Regions from separate parts of the Mus musculus genome. Here region 1 is linked to region 2. A link is a contact called in public HiChIP or PLAC-seq data. All regions are on one chromosome and are shown on one strand. The core of a region is the stretch at or near the end of the contact, and the rest is flanking DNA. Distances in the headings are between cores, read along the strand shown. Region 1 overlaps Gm32925 (a long non-coding RNA gene). Region 2 has its middle 34 kb from the start of Gm22808.

The links. HiChIP or PLAC-seq counts read pairs in DNA pulled down with a chosen protein or histone mark.
Region 1: a contact with region 2 is called in an H3K27ac HiChIP or PLAC-seq map of double positive thymocytes, with 7 read pairs. The contact joins two enhancer-like sites. A contact is called at or near these places in 11 of 39 promoter capture datasets (3T3-L1-derived adipocytes, cranial neural crest, embryonic stem cells and 6 more), 2 of 15 datasets of contacts at CTCF or cohesin (large pre-B cells and pro-B cells), 9 of 484 Hi-C or Micro-C datasets (CD4 T cells, DN3 thymocytes, the HPC-7 cell line and 6 more) and 5 of 115 datasets of contacts at active chromatin or transcription factors (bone marrow-derived macrophages, double positive thymocytes, embryonic stem cells and 2 more).

Annotation. Positions count from the first base shown.
Region 1 is chr16:87,749,559-87,753,178 of GRCm38.p6, reverse strand. All of the region lies in intron 1 of Gm32925 (a long non-coding RNA gene), which reads right to left. Among named protein-coding and RNA genes, the nearest start is that of Gm32925, 13 kb to the right of the region's middle. Within about 2 kb of position 1,743, at least 11 of the 459 cell types and tissues checked have an H3K27ac peak or open chromatin away from gene starts, as enhancers often do. A contact at or near this core is called in double positive thymocytes, where this site is marked.
Region 2 is chr16:87,652,936-87,657,133 of GRCm38.p6, reverse strand. No RefSeq gene overlaps it. Among named protein-coding and RNA genes, the nearest start is that of Gm22808, 34 kb to the right of the region's middle. Within about 2 kb of position 2,768, at least 85 of the 459 cell types and tissues checked have an H3K27ac peak or open chromatin away from gene starts, as enhancers often do. A contact at or near this core is called in double positive thymocytes, where this site is marked.

The DNA of each region.
Region 1 (3,620 bases), core at 494-2,993, 97 kb before region 2:
TTTTGTGTTTTTTTGTTTTTTGATTTTGTTTGTTTGTTTTCCGAGACAGGGTTTTTCTGTATAGCCCTGGCTGTCCTGGAACTCACTTTGTAGACCAGGCTGGCCTTGAACTCAGAAATCCACCTGCCTCTGCCTTCCGAGCGCTGAGATTAAAGACGTGCGCCACCACGCCTGGGTCCTTGACCTGCCTCGTGTGATTAGTGAATCTTCCTGTTCTCATCTGCAGTGGTAGTCGGTGAGGGGTTCTGCCTTGCGGGAATGTGTTACACAGGATGCTGCAAGTATCTCCTACAGAAACAGACACACAGCATCTTCTGCCCTGTCTCAGCCACAGTTGGTCTCCTTTGCCCACCCTGTAAGAGCCCTGTCCTCTTACACCAGCATCGTAAGTAGGAGCTGCCCGAGACATTGCTTTCTGAGGTTTCACAAACAGCTTAACAATTTCACAGCAGTCGCAGTATTGGGGTTTTGCCATGAACCCGTGGGAACAGCGTGGCCGCGAGATCTGACAGAGCTGTTTCAAAATCCGGATCGAGGAGTCGGGGAATTCCTAAGAAGCATTATGCAGCCCCTGGGAGCCTTGGCCTTGTCTGAAGCGGCTTCTGTGAGCCAGATCAGATTCTTGCTGACCCCAGGAGGCAAAGAATAGAAACCTGGAAAATCTAGAGGAACTTCTCCTCGTTACCTGCCACGAACACCAATCTTGTTTCTCTCTAGTTATCTGGGTAACGCTCTGGTTTCTCTACTTGCTTTTACTGAGAGGCAGAACAGGGACAGACAGAGTATTTATGGAGGCTGCTTTTCAAGCACAGCTTCTTTGGGCTGACCTCCCAACTCCCTGCAACAAATGCTGAGTCCTCTGTCTGTAACTCATGCCCATCAATGCCCGGGCTGCTGTAAAGTATTGAGGCCTTTCTAATTGATCTGGGTGGCTGCCCTCGTGGAACTAGGAGGATTGTTTTAAATGCATCTTCAATGGTCAAATCTTTTAAAAATCTTTTTAAAATATAATATGCAGATTAGCTTCCTGTTGTAAAAATTGGGAGAGTGGCTAAGACAGGGGTTTTCAGGACTTTCCAAGAGTACAGTTCTTCTCTCAATGATAGTTTTTGATAATCACGTATAAAGCAAGCCTGAGCTCATCAGATACATGCTTTCTACACTGGTGTTTATGTACCCATGGCGGCTGTCATTAGAGTCTCTGAGTATGATGGTTTGAATAATTAGGAGGTGAAAGGTGAGTGTTGGGCTGTTGAGTGAGCAAACAAATGTTTATATGGCAGAAGTGGCATTTCAGAAGAGTATAAATGCCCTATTTGGCATCAGCATGAAACCCCCAAGTGCAAGTTCAAGCCTAACCACCCACAGGATCGGCAGATCTACAGAACTCCCCTCCTGGGTCTCACTCAATAAAGGGTTCAGCTTTTCTGTGTTCTACGTCTTTGTATCTTGGGAAATGCTATGGTATAAATCAAGACACGTCAAACTATACCACAATAATAAATGGCCCCAGCTCTCAATTGTTCACAACTGCACAGGCTTATTCGCTTCTTGAGGTGTTCTAGGGGAAGAGCTGGAAGGCCTTATCAGTCATCAGCACGGAGATTCTGAGCAAACAGCTCACTGGTCTACGGTAACTGAGAAGTTCTGCCATCTGCCATACGCAAGCAGAAGACCCAGCAAAACTAGGTGCATGCGAATCCGAAGGCCTGAGAACCCAGGGCGTGTCTGAGAGCAAAGGCAACCGGAAGTGGGTGCGTTCTCTGCTTCCTGTTCTTTTCAGAACCTCGGTGGATTGACCGGGTGAGACCCACTTAGTGAGAGATGGCAGTCGAGGGTACTGAGTCGCTCATCCCAGTGCTAAGGTTATCCATAAGTGTCCTCACAGACACACACAGAGACACAGCACAGCTGGTGATGTGGCCAGTGCCTGAGAAAATCCGCATGATGCGTAAAGCTAACCCTTCATATCCACACCACATGCCAAGCGAAGATAGCTCCGGCTTGTACAGGCGAGAAAGAGGACAGAGAGTGCTATGTAGTGCTTCTTGGTGCATCTGCCCAGGGGTTTTCCTGCCTGTATTTCATTATCCACCCACTTTTCAGCAAATGGCCCGTGATGATTTGAATAGATTTGAGCCCCATGGAGAGTGGCACTACCAGGAGGTGTGGCCTTATTAGAGTAAGTTGTCACTCTAGAGGTGAGCCTTTGAGGTCTTTTATATGCCCAAGCTCTGCCCAGTATGGAACTCCAGTTCCCTCCTGCTGCCTAGAGATCAAGATGTAGAACTCTCAGCTCCTCCAGCACCATGTCTACCTGAGTGCTGCTGTGTTTCCTGCCATGATGATAATGGGCCACCCCTCTGAAGCTGTATGCCAGCCCCAATGAAATGTTTGCCTTTATAAGAATTGCCGTGGTCAACCCAGACACTATTGCATAGGCTAGCAAGATTTTGCTGACAGGACCCTGGTATAGCTATCTCTGGTGAGGCTATGCCAGTGCCTGGCAAATATAGCAGTGGATGCTCACAGTCATCTATTGGATGGAACACAGGGCCCCTAATGAAGGAGCTAGAGAAAGTACCCAAGGAGCTGAAGGGGTCTGCAACTCTATACGAGGATCAACAATATGAACTAACCAGTACCCCCCCACACACACACACACACACACAGAACTGTGTCTCTGGTTGCATATGTAGCAGAGGATGGCCTAGTCGGCCATCAATGGGAGGAGAGGCTCTTGGTCTTGTGAAGATCATATGCCCCAGTTCAGGGGAATGCCAGGGCCAGGAAGTGGGAGTGGGTGGGTTGGGGAGCAGGGCAGGGAAGGGTATAGGGGACTTTCGGAATAGCATTTGAAATGTAAATGAAGAAAATATCTAATTAAAAAATGAAAAAAAAAAAAGAGTTGCCATGGTCATGGTGTCTCTTCACAGCAATAAAACCCTGAGACATGACCTTTCCTGGGTTTAGCAGGCGTGAATGAAATACTCGGTAAATTCAAACACTGTCTACCACACCATACGTCGTTCTCATTTGGAGCCACTGCTTCAGTGACTGCCTCCTCACGTCTCCCCGAGTCATTCTTACCACCACCAGTCTATGCAATCCAAGTTCTGATCTTACCTAAGAACAAGAGGCCTCTCCCCTTATTCTCAAAACTACAGGAAATACATGGATGATCACATAAACACAGTTCACTGAGGACTTGCTTAAAACAGAGAGAATTACAGTGGAGAACAAGAAAAACTACAGCACTGGATCTAGCAATTTCTGCCCCTGGACTTGTGTCCATGCCTCTTTACTGCCTTTAGCTCCATGGTTCTCTCTAGCCCAGTCCTGGCCATACGTCACCGGCAGCCACAGTACCCTCCACCGTCCTTCTAAAAACCCACCACGTTCTTACCCAGAGGCAATGCCCCCCCCCCCCCCATAGCAGTACAGATGAGTAATTCTTCACACAGCGCTCTCAGCCCTAGGTGGCTTTATTCAAAGATGTTTTAGCTGTGTGTGGATAAGCTTCCTAATTCTAGGTAGGGAGTTTGCCATTGTGTGAACAAAGGACTCACTGGAGAATAAGTTTTCTGAGGGATAGTGAGCGCCTTCTATCTCAAAAAGAA
Region 2 (4,198 bases), core at 1,519-4,018:
CAATCGTAACTGCAGAGGCCTGAATCAGTGTGTCTATTCTTATGTCTTCTACTTCCTGAACCTATGTTGGGGCCAAGAAGCCCAGGTCTCTGCTTGTGCCCATGCCTGTGTCTTATGGCTAGAATCCAAACCACAACACTTATGCATCTGCAAATCACTACCTCAGAAGCAATGTGAAGAAGAACACGCAGGCATTTAGATGCCAGCGCCACCTAAAGCAACCAAAAGACAGACATGAGGAGACCTGAGAAGAACTAACAGAAAGGGGGAGCTGGTGAAAGGCGGGTCTAAGGGGATCTCAGAGAATTAGCACCTTGACAGACTTTATCTCCTAGAGGAGACTCTGCCAGCAGACCTTCCCAAACGTGAAAACCCAAGACTTACTCTTCTCTGGCTTCTCTGAGGAACAAGCATCCAAAGGCAGGGAAGGCAGATTTATGGTTCAGAGGCTGCCATCCAGAGCCACACCTTCCTCATGAAGGTACTTGTCTAACACATTCGGCTGATTGATGGATGGGATCATCATTCCTCCACGTTGACTTTTCCCCAATATATGCCACAGCCCATTGCGGGGAGACTCATAGTTTCTTTCCAAAGGTGGGCTATATTTCTCTGCCACATGGTCAGATGTGACCATAGGGCTGTTTTGAGTTAAAGCCATGTGAACAAAGATGACAGAGGCTTTGTTCCACACAAACATTTTGAAGCTTCACACTTTTCAACCAACTCTTGTTTTGTTTTGTTTCTCTACCACACACACACAAAAAAGCTATCATTTCCTAATATGTGCTACCAATGTGATGCTCTTGGGAAGGAGAAGACACCCAGAACAACACTGCCATGGCCAGTGATCACCACATCCCGTGCAAACTGGAAAAGAATATTTGTTGATATGAATCCTGGGGCTCTTTCTGCGAACTGTGTGCTGCTGTTACCGCAGCTATGACTAACGAATACATTCCGGCACCAAAGATGTCCATTCTTCAAGAAATTTGGATTTTATGACTCAAGAAATGGAAAACAAATTTAGATAAGGTTGGTTCAAGGCTCAAACCATCCAACCGGAAGTTACTGGGGTGGGTGGGGTGGGAAGAAGATTATTGCTATCCTAGAAAAGCTGAGACTCTATATGATAAGCTGTCATTATACGAAAGGCCACTTGCTCCAAGAGTGTGAGAGTCACCTAGAAAAGCAATCGCCTTCAACTAATGGGAACCAGCGTGGTGTTGCGTTCCCTTTACCGCAATCTAGTTCTTATGGTGAATTAACGTTTCCTCTACTTTAGGAATCCAGTGAATGACCACACACACACACACACACACACACACACACACCACGAGCGAGTCCCTGTCTTTGGCTGTAACTGCCTTCATGGCCCCACCTCTTCCTTTCAGTGTGTTTATTTACGGGGCTCTTTGACAGCTCTACTGCTGAGCTAGAGGCCTTGGGCTGTAACTAAAGAAACTTTAAAAACTCAAAGTTAGCATGATTTTTAAAATCAATTAAAAGTGCTTTGAAAATATGTGAAGACGCCAAGAACAACCAAGGTCCCATCCACCTGGACATTCGTAGGGACCTCAGTGTGAAACTGGGCCTCCAGGCAGTGGGGAGCAGGGCTGCATAGGGGTGCCGGTTTGTTCCTCTGCTGAATCCGGAAAGGACAGTTGAGGTAGAAAGCAGACCTCAAGCCCCATTCCTTAGCAAGCGGAGCTTCCATGTAGGGTGGCAATCTCACATGGACAGCCAGCAAATGCACTGAATTGCACACTCAGACTAAATTCCGGCACCTCTAGAGAGAATTGTAAAAAAGAGGATTCCCTCTTGGATAGGCCAGCTGGCAGGAATAAGTCATGTTCTGGACCTCACAGAGTCTGAGAAAAGGATGAGTCAAAAGATCTTCCTGGCAAGCCCAGCCCAACGGGGACAAAACCATTGGTGATGGCTCAGCAAGAATGTCTGACCACTTTGACAGCCACAAGCCGGAAAGCACACTGGTGCTCCTGGCTGGCCAGTCCTCTTCTTTAACAGAAGGAAACAGCCAAGAGACAAAGCAAATGACCCAAGGTCACACAGCCAGCAAGAATACGGTGGGCACAGGGGATGGGGCTAAATCGCTGACTGTGGTGCTCAGAGATATTTATTAATTTCTTTCTATACTTGCCTTTTCTCAAAAAATAGAAGGGGTTTGCAGGCTCAGGTCAGCAGGTATAGAAGCCTTGAATCCAAAAGGAGAAACTCAAGAATCTGAAACACGTGACATCATCAACCAAGATTCTTCAGCTCAGAGTTCCCAGGAAGCATAGATGGTATACCATTACATAGAGACCATCTGTGTGTGTGTGTGTGTGTGTGTGTGTGTGTGTGTGTGTGTGTGTGTGTACTGGTGTGTGAGGCAGGGGATAAACCATCAAGTACTATCTCTAAACTCAACCTTGTAATATGCAAGCCATCGAAATTTCCTATGGTCAGCCATCGATACCACTGGAGGGGTCCAGCCCCTAAAAAAAAGTTTTATAAATTTAAGTAGGAGCTGGGCGTGGTGGCACACGCCTTTAATCCCAGCACTCGGGAGGCAGAGGCAGGAGGATTTCTGAGTTCGAGACCAGCCTGGTCTTCAAAGTGAGTTTCAGGACAGCCAGGGCTATACAGAGAAACCCTGTCTTGAAAAAACCACACACACACACAAAAAAGTAAGTAGGATGCATCACAGCCCACGGGGGCTGCGGTAGGGAAAGCAGGGGAGTGGAGCGGAAGGGGCCCCAGAGGAAGGAAAAGGGGGGAGGTGCCAAATACAAACACTGGCAAGTAATAAAAACCGAGGAGCAACAGTGAGTGTAGCTAAATTAAAGTTCTCGTGTAAAAGGGGGATAAAGGTCTCACTTAGCACACGAGCAGGGAGGCTGAGAGCTGTTCTAAAATACTGGGGTAACACAATGCCTTAGAAACACATAGAAAATGGGAATGTCTGGAGCTCTCTCCCTCAAGCTTGCTGTTCGCCCAGCTCTCATTTCCTCCCCCAAACACATTCTAAGTACACATGCAGCAAGATCCAACCAACACACAAGCTCAACACACGCCACCAACCGTCAGAAAGGCAACTCAGCCTCACCATGGAAGGTGGGCTTTTCTCCAGCACCCTGACTGCGTCTGGGTTTCATGGAAAGAGTATAGGGAGTGGGGAATGGGGTACGGAGGGGGGGGGGACGCGGGGCGTGGGGGGGGTAGAGGTCCGTTTTTCAGCACTCGCTGGGAAACATTTCTCTTGTTCACCTACCTGGGCCTACTGGTGTGTCTTTTTGTCTTTTTGAAGCCCAAAGCAAAGCAGATACAAGAGGGCACAAGGTTGCACCTTCCTTAGAAGCAAATTCATGGTAATTTCCCACACCTTCCCAACTCCCTGCCTACAGCTCCCTCTGCAAACCATAAACCTGCCCCTTAAAGGAATTACAACCCAGGAGGGAAAACTGCAAGCAGGACTGTAACTTTGTAAATACCGACACATATGAAGTACTGAGCTGGGTCCCCCAAAGCCACCAACAAGAGGCTAGCCATGATGGTACGTGCTTGTATTCCCCCCAGTGGTGTCGAGGTGAAGACAGGCATTCTAGGTATCCGGGGGCTACTTGGTGGCCCCAGGCCAGTGTGACCCTGTCTCACGGAAAGCAGGTAGGTAACACCTGAACAACAGTGCCTTCACAAGCACACAAGTACAACCCCACACACGTGAATACACACCAGCACACATACAAAATCAAATGGGTTCCTACATGACTTCATATTATCGGGCATTCCATAGAGAGGGAACACCGGTGTTCAGGTCGGTTTGAGACTAGAAATGGTGCCTTAGTCAGGAGAGCGGCTTGACAGGCAACTTTGGATCCCACATGTGGTACCAGGGTCACAGAGAGGCAGCGTAGCCCACATGCGACCCACGAGTCCTGCCTGGCCCCTGAATCACCCTCCCTCAGAAACGTGGGAAGAGCAAGAGTCAGAAAAACCATGTTGGCCAGTTTCATTTCCCCCTGCTCGAGAACTCCCCCAAAGGCGTCGCTTTAAAACCACCTGGGTTCCTCTTGATTGCCTCATGGAAAAATAAGAAGGTAGATGAATTTAAAACTCCTGGGGCCTGGGGTTTCCTCTAAATCTCTCCCGGACATACATGTGGCAGGCTAAATTCTACTCCCCCTCCCCCCGTCCC